Linked DNA regions of Mus musculus: region 2 is linked to region 1. The links are chromatin contacts, called in public HiChIP or PLAC-seq maps. All regions are on one chromosome and are shown on one strand. The core of a region is the stretch at or near the end of the contact, and the rest is flanking DNA. Distances in the headings are between cores, read along the strand shown.

What was found. HiChIP or PLAC-seq counts read pairs in DNA pulled down with a chosen protein or histone mark.
Region 2: an H3K27ac HiChIP or PLAC-seq map of embryonic stem cells shows a contact between it and region 1, with 5 read pairs. The contact joins two enhancer-like sites. A contact is called at or near these places in 1 of 39 promoter capture datasets (cranial neural crest) and 1 of 115 datasets of contacts at active chromatin or transcription factors (embryonic stem cells).

Annotation. Positions count from the first base shown.
Region 1 is chr6:122,468,063-122,474,759 of GRCm38.p6, reverse strand. It overlaps Rimklb (ribosomal modification protein rimK-like family member B), which reads left to right. Exons shown (of 6, transcript NM_027664.1): 2 at 1,997-2,221. The coding sequence starts at 2,047. Among named protein-coding and RNA genes, the nearest start is that of Rimklb, 15 kb to the left of the region's middle. Within about 2 kb of position 3,114, at least 5 of the 459 cell types and tissues checked have an H3K27ac peak or open chromatin away from gene starts, as enhancers often do. A contact at or near this core is called in embryonic stem cells, where this site is marked.
Region 2 is chr6:124,951,131-124,957,827 of GRCm38.p6, reverse strand. No RefSeq gene overlaps it. Among named protein-coding and RNA genes, the nearest start is that of Gm23851, 9.8 kb to the left of the region's middle. Within about 2 kb of position 2,382, at least 19 of the 459 cell types and tissues checked have an H3K27ac peak or open chromatin away from gene starts, as enhancers often do. A contact at or near this core is called in embryonic stem cells, where this site is marked.

The DNA of each region.
Region 1 (6,697 bases), core at 1,865-4,364:
TTCACCTTCTGTGGTTGTTCACAGGGAGGTGAGTACAGCATTAGCCCTCAGAAGAAACATTTGTCCCTTCCAGGGAAGAAGTGCAGGCTTGCTTTCTTAAGTTTTTCTAAGATTTCCACAACTATGGTTAAAGTAAAAATCTTTTTTTTTTTTTTTTTTGTTTGTTTTTTGTTTTTCGAGACAGGGTTTCTCTGTGTATCTCTGGCTGTCTGGAACTCACTTTGTAGTCCAGGCTGGCCTCGAACTCAGAAATCCGCCTGCCTCTGCCTCCTGAGTGCTGGGATTAAAGGCGTGCGCCACCATACCCGGCTAAAGTAAAAATCTTATCAGGAAAAGCTTTGTAGAAAAAAAGGTTTGGCTAGGCATGGTGACGTGCTTGTTGAAGAAAGTTGAGGCTGGCGCTAAGACCTTGTCTCAAAACAAATCACCACATACAAAAACACCTTTCTGTCCAAGGACAAGGGAGCATACGTTTGTATCTTGTAGGCTCTATGGGATATCGGGAAAATAAAAACATTTTTATTTCTATTATACTTATCTTCTAATGAGATTTAATTATCTTAAACTACACAATCATTGTAATTTACAATTTTCCAAAATTGGGAATGATGGCATTGGCTGGATTTCTTCTTAGCTTTGAGCTATTATTGTATGTAGCAGAGATTAACCTCTGGCTTAAAACCATTGCTTACCTTGTGATAGAAATGGTTGTGATGTAGGAGAATTAGCATCAGTAGATGTTTTAGTGGTAGGCTTGGCAAGCCAAAATACTGAGGCTCCATACTGTTGGCTTACCATATGGGTTTGTGAAAAAAGTCTTCCTCAAGATGATATCTGGAAAAGTAGGGAAGGGTCCATTGAAGGACCAGTTCTGTCTTGCTACTCAGGAACCTGCTGATCTGCCTTGCTTTGCTTCCTTCTGATCTTGACCTTTGTTTCTGGATTGAAATCCATGCTGTCTGGCATGATAAAGTCACAGTTCCATCTGCTCACATGCTCTGCATCTGTGGGCAAGGAAATGTTTATGGATGTATTTTTTGTTTTTTGGGAAGGGAGCGAAAAGGTCTCATTTTGTAGAGGTACATAGATAATAGAGAACAGGCTGGCCTCAAACTTATCTAAAATAGGCATTTAAAACATTCTCTATTATCAAACTGTGAGTGATAAACTATTTGCTTTTCAGGAAGACAATTTTTTCAGCTTTTGTCTGATTCAGATTCAGGGAAATGGCACTCTGTGGGAAAGACAACCTCAATTTTTACACTCTAGTAAAATATGTTTCAAATGTTCTATTTAAAGAAGGGACACAAACTAAACTAAACACCGAGTAACAGTGCAGTCCCTGAGCAGTGGTGTACAGTGATGGGCATAGGTGTTTGCTTGCATTACTCCTTTTGTTATCAAAGTCTTTTCTCCTTTAAGTTACTACTTAAGATGCTGGGTTTTGCTTATGTAGCAATACAAGTTTTTCATTATTTATTATTATTATTGTAAAAGAGCAAGAGAAAATTAAATATAAAACTACAAACTTAATGGGTTATCTAATGATGGGGAAGGTAGGATATTGCCGACGATTTGTATTTGTATAAGCAATTTGTATAAAATCATACTAGGAAGGGAAGGGAATTTTTTTTCCTAAGACAGGGTTTCTCTCTGTAGCTCTGGCAGTCCTGAACTGGCCTCCAGTCTGCCTGTTGCTCTGAGTGAAATCAACTAGGATCTCTCTGCTAGACACCATGAGAGTGAGACCTAAGCAGGGTTCCTCCAGTGCACTGGGCACAGCGTTCTGTTGATGCTTAACCAAATTCTGAGAGATGTTTTTGCTAATGGCCTTAGATTCTCTACGCAGCCAAGTATGACATTGAGTTCCTCATCCTCCTGTGCCTAAGTCATCAGGTCAGCTGGAGATTCCCTCTCCTCTGCGTTCAGTTAACATAGAACTTTATCTGTGAAGTCAAATCTCATCAAGCTCATGTGTATTTCCTTTCCCATCCAGATAAAAGTTTACATCAACTAATCCAGAAAAGGAAGAACAAGCAGACCGAGATGTGTAGCTCAGTGACTGGTAAGCTGTGGTTCTTGACAGATCGTCGCATCAGGGAAGACTACCCACAGAAAGAGATCTTACGAGCGTTGAAGGCCAAATGTTGTGAAGAGGAATTGGACTTTCGGGCTGTGGTGATGGATGAGATGGTGCTGACGGTCGAGCAAGGAAATCTGGGTAAGACTCTACAACTGAGGACCAGTCTTACCATAAGGACTGCCTCACAGAGCAGCTCTGTTATAGAAGATTAGAGCTCTCAGAGTTCTAATCGTATCATGTGTGAAAGAGCTGGAGAGCTGAGTGCAAGGCCAGTCTGGTGTATAGAGTGATTCTAGGACAGCAAAGACTGCACGGTGAAAAGTTATTTAAATATACACAATTTAAATAACTTAAGGAATTTCTTTTTTTCTTCTTCTTTTCTAAGCCTCTTAAGGAATTTCTTAACTAATGGGAATTAGTTAACTAATTTCTTAACTAATGTGATTTTTTTTATCCCTTTAGATAATATCTGCAGCATTAATTAAAATAACCTATCAGATGTGGCTCATGATCATCTGCCTCAGGTGGTACATACATTTCTAATGTCTCACATGTGTTCAGAAGATAATGGATATGGTGGTTCATGCCAGTAGAGGCATGGCTGGAGATCATAGCCAGACAGCTATGAGAGAAAGAACTTGTCGACACAAACAAAATAAATATGAATAAACAAACCTCAGGGTAGCACACAAACAAGCTGCATATAACCTCTTTGACGGATCTGAATGGTTCGGGAAAATCTGAGAATTCCTAAGACAGACACGGCTGCCAGCCACCATAACTCCCCAGCAGAACTATGGAGCATAAATAAATTTTATGCCGCTTATTTTTTTTATATAATCAGGGAGGAATTGTAGGCTCCCCCAGCCTGAAGCAGGCTGATCCAGACTTTGACCTTGCTGCCATTAAGAAGGAGATTACCTAGGGTGGAGCCTTCCAACCTAGATGGCTCTTTTGTTCTGTCACCTGCCACTGCTCTCCTCCAAAACACTGCTACCTGCTGAGAGGCCCCTGAGATATTCTGGAGGAACATCCTATCCTGCATGTCACCTGAAGGCTTGCTCCAGACACCAAGAAAGGACTGGCGCTGGAGGGTAGTGGGGGAGAATGAGCCTTCCCCCTTTATAAGCACAGTTTCTGAGTAAAATCATGGGCCTTGATCAGGACCTTTGTCTTGGCTCCATTATCTCTCTCGAGGTCTAAGTCTCTTTCAGTCCCAGCCTGCCTCCCAGGTGTACCTGGTTCAAATAGGCCGCAGGCCGGCATACAACAGGTAGCCTTTGGCTGCTGCTGCTGCTTCTCCTCCTTCTCTTTTTCTTTTCTTTCTCCTTTTCTTCCTCCTTTTCTCCCTTTTCTTCCTCTTTTTATTTTTTCACCCCCAAGATAGGTTTTCTCTGTAGCCCTGGCTGTCCTGGAACTCACTCTGTAGACCAGTCTGCCTCTACCTCTCACTGGAAGTAAAGGCATTTGCCTCCCACACCTGGCACCTTTCATTTTCTAACCATGATGACTGCTAGGTAACCAAAATTTGGGAGATAGAATAGGATGTCACTCATTGTGATGTTTAGTCCACATGACTAGATAGATATGATGGTCAGCTTCACAGGATCTAGGATTACCTAAAATATGTGCTTCTGTGCGTTCTTGTGAGGCATCTTAACTAGGTTAATTCATATGGTAAAAGTCACCTTGTGAACAGGACAGTTCTTTGACAGGGGTCCTTCATCAATGTACCTCTTGTGGATCTAGGCATTTTTAATATTTTTAGATCATTACATTATGTGCATGATGGTTTTGTTTGCATGAATGTACATATACCGTGTATATGCCTGGTTTCTGTGGAGGTCAGAAGAGTGCATTGGATCCTCTGGGAAGATTTTGAGCCATTATATGGGTACTGGAAATCAAACCCTGGTCTCCCTCAAGAACAAGTACTCTTCACTGCTGAACCAACTCTTCAGCCCTGTATAGTATACTAAATGCCACCTCTTGTAGGAAGGTGACAAAACAGCCTCTTTCACGGACCCTTTTTTCTCCTTTTTATTAACAATGTTTTTCAAGTTCTTTTTCTTTGGAAGATTTTCATCAGTATACACCTAATTACAGAGCAAAACCAAATTATACTGTTATACTAAAATGGAGCCGGTTGACTCACCCAGGTTGGGGCCGTGGGCCTCTGTCCTTGGGCTGCCAGTATCCCTGCTTATCTCTTAGCTTTCCTGACTGTGGTTTTGACTTCAGGCTCCCTGCTTCATCTCAAAGCCACCCCATTTGATAGCAAGGTTCCTTGTTTTCAAAATTGAGTACTTGGGTCAAGCTCTTGTCATTTGACCTGTAGAAAAGATAATGAAACAGCCTTCATCAAATAAGTGGCAGATTTCCAAGTTGCATGCTTATAATGTAGCCCAGGTTGGCCCCAAATGTTTAATGATCTCCTTTTCCTACCCTTCAGAGCTGAAATTAGTGGTATGGGTATCACATGTGGCTCTCCTGAATGTAATTATAAATGGCATTAATATTTGTTTTTTTTTTAAGATGAGCTTTCTGCCCTGAAATGACACCTGACATTAATTTGAGGAAAATTCATAGTTTAAAATACAATATCTGCTACATATGGATTACATTTCTTATGTCACCCTTTAGTTTTTGGATACTCTCTTTAAAAAAAAATTACCTTTCATTTCTAGACAATTGTCATGTTAAGTTCTGAGATTAATTTTCTAGTTAAGTCCAGTGCAGTGAAGTTTCTCCCAGAGGCCCTTTTGTTTTGAATGTACCGTTTTTTGTCTGTTTCTGTTTGTTCTTGTATCCCATCTGCTTTTCCCATAGAAGGTCTTATGCTACCAGTCACTGTAGTCTAGGCTGACTTGGAACTCCTGTCTTGGCCTCTCTTGTACTGGGATCAGAGGCCTGAGCCACTGAGGCCTGAGCCACTGTGCCCAGCTTAGTAGTGATTTAACATCTGACCCTGTTTCTGTTTCTGCTTGTTGCTTTCTTCAAACTATTGTTTACTGCCGCAGTCTCCGACCCGCAGAGACAAGAACGACATGGACACCAAGTCGGGTTCACGCAGCAGCTTCTTTTACTTGCAGTTTTTTCACTTACAGCTCTCTCCACTTAGGGCAAGGGCAATTCTCTTATACTCGCGGCAACTGACCTCATCTCTCTCCACACCAACTCATCCAATCAGACTCACACACGCTCCAGGCACAAGCTCAGGTCGGTCACAGATAGGCTGACAGATCTGGATCACGAGGAATAGTCTAGCTTGGCAGGCAGCTTACGCATGCAGTTTCACTGGGCTTGTTCTGGCAAGGCAGTAAACATGTGGGGTTCACGGGTCCTGGCAATGGGCCAGGGCGCCATCTTGGCCCATGTGGCCGCACACGCTTCCCGCAGTTTACTCTTCTATTGGTGTAATAAAACACCTCAGCAAAACCCAACCTACAACTTAGGTGAGAAATTTACTTCAGCCTACTGTCTGGCATTGTAGATAAGCTGAGGGAGGAACTTGAGATTGCTAGTCACCAGTAGAGTAAATGCATGACTGTTCATTTGCATGTGCTCAGGAAGTCTGCTTAGAGAATGGTATTGACCTTAGTGAGCTGAGTCTTCTCGCCCTGGTTAGAGTAATTCAGACAGTTCTCCACAGACATGCTCACAGGCAGCCCCCCATAGAGTCAGCTTGCCAGGTGACTCTAGGTTGTGTCAAGTTGGCAGTTACTGACGGTATCTTTACCTTTGTGTCTTGTCTGTCCCATGCAGCATGGTTTTGTGGTGGTGGTGGTGAAGGGTCTCAGTGTAAACCAAGCTGGTCTGGAACTCAGTGCAGGCTGGCTGTGAATTTGGCTCTCAGGTAGTGCTGTGATCACAGTGTGAGTGACAGCCTGGCTAGCTGCATGATTTCAGCAGAGATCCATCTCGTAATATAGACACATCCAACTTTCCTTCTAAAAGCCAAGTACTAATTTACTGTTTTACTCTACATTGTATCTACTTGGATTCATATCATCAGTGCACAGTATTGTATATCTGTGTCAACTTGTCTGTTTCCATATTTATTTTTGTGGTTCTGGAAATGAACTTAGGGCTTTGTGCTTGCTATAAAAATGCATACCACTGATTACATGCCCAGTCTAACTTACTTGATAATGGCTGTTCTAATGGATATGAAATACTGGCTCATTATGGCTTTGATTATCAGTGTTGAATATCATTTCAGTTAGCAAGATCAGCAAGTAATCACTCTCTAAGTAAATCTAACTGGATACAGTGGTAACTGATCAAAGTTGAGTATCCTTTCAAGGGAGAATGATATTTTGGAGAAATAGATATTCAAGTCCTTTACATTGGCTTGAGGAGAGATCTTAAGAACTTGGGTCTTTTCCGAGTATGTTTTACTTGGGTTTGTGTGGATTTTGACTTCCTTTCTGGTTTTGGGTGTCTCCATTTCCTAGCTATTCATTGCATCTTCGCCACAGGGCCAAGGTTGCTGCTGTGTTCCTGTAATAACTTGCTTCAGGTAACTTTCAGGTAGCTTTCAAAAGCAGTGCCTTTATCTTTCCTACCTGGGAACCTTGGGTGAAACGGGAATCAGTTCTTTTGCAGTACCCT
Region 2 (6,697 bases), core at 1,133-3,632, 2.5 Mb before region 1:
TAGCTTTCTGAAATAAGCTAGTTGATTCTCTTGCCTCTGAAATCGACGCCAGTTTCTGATGTTTTGAGCTACTCCTCAGATCCCTTTTAATCTAGTTAAATCTTTTCTTGTAGGTTGGTTCCAGACCAGCCTACAGTTAACAGCTCTAAAATCCTCTGCCTGGCTTTATTCCTAAGGAAGAGGGGGACTGTTGATACCTGTCCCTCACAGCCCAGTGCAGTGTGGTTTTTATGCTCCAGGAGGCCTCCTGCTTCCGGGACATAGGGGAAGGGAGGATAATTGCTGGGGAAGAAGTGAGTGCTCAGTTGGTTTTCGTTTCTGTTTTGGTTTTGGTTTTTCAAGACAGGGTTTCTCTGTGTAGCCCTGGCTGTTCTGGAACTTGCTCTGTAGACCAGGCTGGCCTCGAGCTTATAGAGATCTGCCTGCCTCTTACTCCCTAGTGCTGGGATTAAAGGTGTGAGCCACCACGCCTGGCTAAATTAAAAAAAAAAAAAAAAGATTTATTTACTTATATGTAAGCACACTGCAGCTATCTTCAGACACACCACAAGAGAGCATCAGATCTCATTATGGATGGTTGTGAGCCATCATGTGGTTGCTGGGATTTGAAGTCATGACCTTCAGAAGAGCAGTTGGCACTTTGAACCACTGAGCCATCTCTCCAGCCCTAAATTTTTAATTTAATGTGTGTGTTTGCTTGCTTCTATCTGTGCAACATATGTGTGCCATAGTGGTGCCAGCAGAGGCCAAAAGAGAGCCTCAGATACTAGGACCTGGAGTTACAGAGTTCTGAGCCACTGTGTGGGTGCTGGGAATAGAACCTGGGTTCTCTGCAAGAGCAGCAAGTGCTCCTAACTGCAGAGTCTCTCTCCAGATCCTCCCTAGAAAACCTTGAAATTTTAAAACTAGAAATTAGCTTACAAAGTACTGGGTTTCCATAGGTTTTTTATCTGGGTTTTTGGTTTCACTGTGTGATGGAAATTGCTCCCCACCCATTGCTCTGCTCGGTCTGTTTAGTTTGCTTTGGTTGGAGAAGGATTTCCGGACTGTCTTCTGTCTCCAAGTGCTGGGACTATAGGTGTGGGTCGCCACGGTACATACCTACAGTTGGTGTTTTATAGAGTTTTTTCCTTTGTCCTTTGAAACAGGATCTTGCCATATAGCAGAAACTGACCTGGAGCTTCCTATGTGGTAGTTATAAAATTCTGTTAGAGATCAGAAATTCCAGAGATGGGAGACATGGCTCAGTGTTTAAGAGTGCATACTACTCTTGCAAAGGACCCAAGGTGGATTCCCAACCCCCATAATACATGGCTTACAACTGCCTGTAACTTCAACTCCATGAGGGTTTAATGATTGGCACCTGCATTTGCTTGAACAGAGGCGCACACTTGTCCACAATAACAACTCAAGAAAATCCCATGAAATCCATACATTAAAAGGCAACAGACTCCTAGGTGGGAGGGAGATTTTTCTCCACTTGGGTGAGTAGTCTAACGGGTTGGTAGAGTGGAGTGTAGGAAGACATAAAGCATTCTGTCACCGTGTGCGGGAGACCAGCCTGAACTGTAAGAAGCTTACGGCAGCATTTTCACTAGGCATGGTGGTGTGTGCCTGCAATCCCTGCATTTAGACGCTGAGGCAGAATTGCTACAAGTTTGAGGCTAGCCTGGGCTACATGGTACCAGGCTACCCAGGTCTGCGTAGCAACCCCTTGTCTCAAAACAGAATCCCTCAGCATATTGTCGCTGGGGTTGTATGGTAAGAATTCTCACTTCAGTGTTTCTCACAAGGCTGCAATTAAGTTGTGAGCCAACAGGCTTGAGTGTAACTCAGTGGAATAGATGCCTGATCCGGGTTTGATCTCCAGTACCATAAAAGGTAATAGCCCATCATTTCCACCACTGGGCCACCCAATCTGTTTTCAGGAGGGTGGGAGAAAGCAGGAAGCATAGGCAGCCACTATGAAAAGTGCTAACTGGAGGCCACCAGCAACCAAGTTCCTACATAAACCAAATGGTGGTACTGTACACCTTTTAATTCCAGCACTGGGAAGGCAGAGGCAGGTTCTAGGACAGCTGGGACTACACAGAGAAACCCTGTCTCAAATTAAAAAAAAAAAAAAAGTCTTATGACTTTGGTACACTCACATGCACATGGTACTCACTTGTGCACATACACACACTAAACATGCTAGAATCTCTAGGGTGTGTTTTCCACCCTCGGTGGCTTTCAGGTCTAAGCTGTGGAGTCCTGAGAAGGAAGCACTCTTGCCCAGACTAGTGATAACCTGGAACTGAAGCTGATAACTGCAGGGCTCTGGAGAAGAGGGAAAGGCTGGGCCACCATCTGGGGTGAGTCAAGGTGACTGAGTGCGGAAAGTGAGCAAGACAGGACTTGTCTTCCGCTGGTGCTAAGTGTGTGGTTATAAGAAGGCCTGCGTGCTAAGACATAGTGGAAGAGCTAAAAAATGGTTGCCCAAGAAGCCACATCTTGCCTGAGGTCAAAAAACAAAACAAAACCCAACAAAGGATATGGCTTTTAAGCAAACTGGAGACTGCAATGGAGAGAGCAGAGGAGGAGGAAATGGGCCATCCTGGGAGGAGCAGCAGGGTGAGTCCCTGCTCACAGAAGGGTTAACCTGCAGCCCTCTCGTGCTCCTCCAGAGACGGGTGGACAACCCTGTCCAGTCCTTTCTCTCTCTCTCTTTTTTTTGTTTTGTTTTTTTGAGACAGGGTTTCTCTGTGTAGCCCTGGCTGTCCTGGAACTCACTCTGTAGACCAGGCTGGCCTTGAACTCAGAAATCCGCCTGCCTCTGCCTCCCAAGTGCTGGGATTAAAGGCATGCGCCACCATCGCCCAGCTCTCTCTTTATTTTAATCTGAAAGTTGGTGTAGTAGAAACAATTTATGATTATCCCCGACTGGCTTACCAACAAGTGACACTCAGACCATAGCTGTTTTATTTGGCTTTGACAATTATTGAGAGGGTCATCCCTAGTCTACTTTCTAACTGCTGGCCTGGCCGCCTCCCAGTGTGCCCCAAACCTTTGGTGGCCACATGCCCATGGTTCATCTCCCATCATAGCGCCTTCCCTTCCCTCTCACCCTCATCGTCCTCTCTCCCCACTTCTGGTTTCACCTCCAACTAGCTAACTCAAAAACCCACTCACCTCCAATCCCTCCAGTAATTGGGTACAGCCAATGTTATTTAACCAGTAGTTTTAAATTAAGGAACAAGGTTTGCACAACAAAAGCCTGCAAACTAGACTTCACTCTTAGGCCCTGACCTTCAGGTACAGAATTTAGCATTACAATACAGAGCAGCTGACCAAACCACCACAGTTGGTGACTGCATAGTGACTGAAAAGCCCAAAATTGTAAAGAACATGTTCTGTGTTAAGCATTCTGGGAAGTGGAGTATGGGTTGATTGTCTTCTGTCTTAAGGTTTTACTGCTGTGAACAGACATCATGACTAAGCAGCTCTTAAAAAGGACAACATTTACTTGGGGCTGCCTTACAGGTTCAGAGGTTCAGTCCATTATCAAGGTGGGAACATGGCAATGTCTATACAGGCACAGTGCAGGAGTTGCTGAGAGTTCTACATCTACATCTCTAGGAGCAGCTCCCACCAGGTTAGGAGGAGGGTCTCATTGCGCACCCCACAGTGACACACTTCCTCCAACAAGGCCACACCTACTCCAACAAGCACACTTGCTCCAACAAGGCCACACCTCCAAATAGTGCCACACCCTGGGCCAAGCATATTCAAACCACCACTGGTGGCCTTTTCTCTTTTTACTTGCATCTATTTTCTGGGACTGGAGAGACTTGATTATAAACACTTCCTGCTTTTGCAGAGGACCCAGGTTTGGTTCCCACCATCCACACAGCAGCTAACAACCGTTAACTTTCAAACCCAGGACAAGTGGCTGAGATGCCTATTTTAAGAGATCAAAGCAGACCTGACATCCATATTCTCCCAGCATCCCTCAGTTCCTACCTGTTACAGGACATGGCTGTCATACCCCATGCCCTACCTTGAACTCTCTAGCACAGGGACTGGGCTGCCCTTCCCCAAGAGGCTCTTCCCTGTATAATCCAGACATTTTGGTTACCCAGCCCCCTTTTGTACCTTTGGCCTCCTGGCTGCTGTACCTGGTTCCCCTCTCTCCCTTTCCCTCTGCTTCTCCATCCATGGTTCTGTCATGGCTACTCTGGACTCTTCCAGATGCCTGTGGGGCATGGGGGCCAGCGTTATCAGACAGGCGTGAGAACTGGCTGAATGAGCTAAAACCCCAGGAATCTCAGAATCGAGATTCCTGAGCACCGGGGTGCTGACAGGAGTGGAACCAATACCCGCCTGTCTCTACCTGCTCTGGAACAAGTTACCACGACACCCACTGAGGACCATGGGCATTGGGGCTTGTAGCCTAAACACCTGGAGTTCTTCTCCATGCTAATGAGGTGTCTAGCCCAGAGCCCTCAGCCAATGAGCTTCCTTTCCTGGGTATTCCTCACAAAAGGTATGTAAATTCCTGGTTCACCCCAATAAAGTATTCGCATTCACATCCACCATCAAATAAAGCAGTATGAATGAGCAAGGGTCATCTCTTCATTAAGGATCGCCTTGGGGAAGGCCTTCATCTTTAAGAATTCCACCTAAACTGCCAATAGACGCCTTCTCTCTTCAGCCCCTTCTAACTCTTGGCACTCACTTTGAGTCAGACTGGTTCTTCCTGGCCTGGGCTCTACCTTCTCCTCCTTGCCAGGCACGTGGATGCCCAGAGGGGAAGCATGGACCCGGGACCTCTGTTCCCCATTCCCAGCAATATACCAGCAGCACCCAGGTACACAGGGCACAGGAACCCACAGCATTTGTCCCAGCCCCTGCTATTTTTCCCGGTCTGGCGAAGGAAAACACGGCCTGAGGACCACCCTCATGGACTTCATTCTGGCTACTCTGAGCGGCATGCCAGCTGTGCCCAGGCACCCAAGGTTGAGGCAGGGCACAGTAAAACAGAGAGTGTGCATGGGGGGCCGGGGGAGGGGGCAGGTTACTCTGTGCTTCTACTACTGCCATTGGACTTAGCAGCCCAGTCTCTGCCCAGGCAAGCCAGGCTCTGCAGCTGTGCTCCTCAAACTTGAGCTAAATTAATACTAGAAAAGAGTAGCCATTTTGGGAAGAGGGACAAAGATCCAGTGGTCATCCCTGTCCCCAGTTCATCTTTGAGGTTCTAGAGTGAAATTAAGGTTTAAGTGGAGAACCAGATGCGCATCTAAGCAATCTAGGTCAGGGTGTGGTCCAGCCCACTATTGACCCATCTTTTCTCGGTAAGGTAGCCTGAGGAGTTGTAAATCTCTTTCCAGGAGAAAAGGTTCCCTTCTGGCTAGCCTAGGCTTACACCTCTTCCCAGCATGAAAGTCTGGGAAAGCTGGGTAGTGGCAGCTTCATTGCAGGCCTTTAACTCCAGCATTCAGGAGGCAGAGGCAAGCATTCATGAGTCCAAGGCCAGCCTGGTCTACAAAGTGGGTTCTAGGACAGCCAGGGCTGTTACTTGGAGAAACTCTGTCTTAAAAACCAAAGGAGAGAGCCGGGCATGGTGGTGCACGCCTTTAATCCCAGCACTCGGGAGGCAGAGGCAGGTGGATTTCTGAGTTCGAGGCCAACCTGGTCTACAGAGTGAGTTCCAGGACAGCCAGGGCTATAGAGAAACCCTGTCTCGAAAAACCAAAAAAAAAAAAAACCAACCAAACAAACAAAGGGGAAAGTCTGGGGAAATTCTAGTTTCTTAGAGTCCATTTTGTCTGAAAGACTCACAACATGAGGACTCCCACATGTTCTGACTCAGGAGAGCCAACACCCCAAATCACTCACGAGAAACGGTCTTGATGCAAACCGCAAGAGGACTTTTATTCCAGGTGCGCTCTGGGACCCAAAGTTGTACACCAAGCAGGGGTAGAGGACCGTGGGCCCGGAGTGGCTGGGACAGTGGGTATTAAAAGAAGAAACCGCTCTTCCAGTCTCAGGCGCTGCAGGAGCTGCAGGTTACTGTGCAGTCATGGCCAAGTCCAAGAACCACACCACACACAACCACGCAAATGGCACAGAAATGGCATCAAGAAACCCTGGTTGCAAAGATACGAATCTCTTAAGGGGGTTGATACCAAGTTCCTGAGGAACATGTGCTTTGCCAAGAAGCACAACAAAAAAGGCCTGAAGAAGATGCAGGCCAGCAATGCAAAGGCAGTGAGCAGAGGCCATCAAGGTGAAGCCTCAGGCCATCAAGCCCAAGATGCCAAAAGGCCCCAAACTCAAGCGGCTGGCTTTCATCGCTCACCCTAAGAATGGGAAGCAGATTCGAAGCTACATGGCCAAGGGTCAGAGGCTCTGCCAACCGAAGCCTAAGGTCCAAACCAAGGCAGGGGCCAAAGCTCCAGCTAAGGCCCAGGCTTCAGCTCCAGGTAAAAGGTGCTCAGGCCCCCAAAGGTACACAGGTCCCTGTGAAGGCCCCATAGAAAAGGCTCCTGCCAGTGTGAAGACAGACGGACTGTTGTGACACACCTCCTCACATAGTATTTGCAGATGACCAGTGTCCTATGCTATTCTTACAAATAAACTCTGGCAAGATCACAAAAAAGAAGAAGAAGAAGAAGAAGAAGGAGAAGGAGAAGAAGAAGAAACCACAACTCAAGGG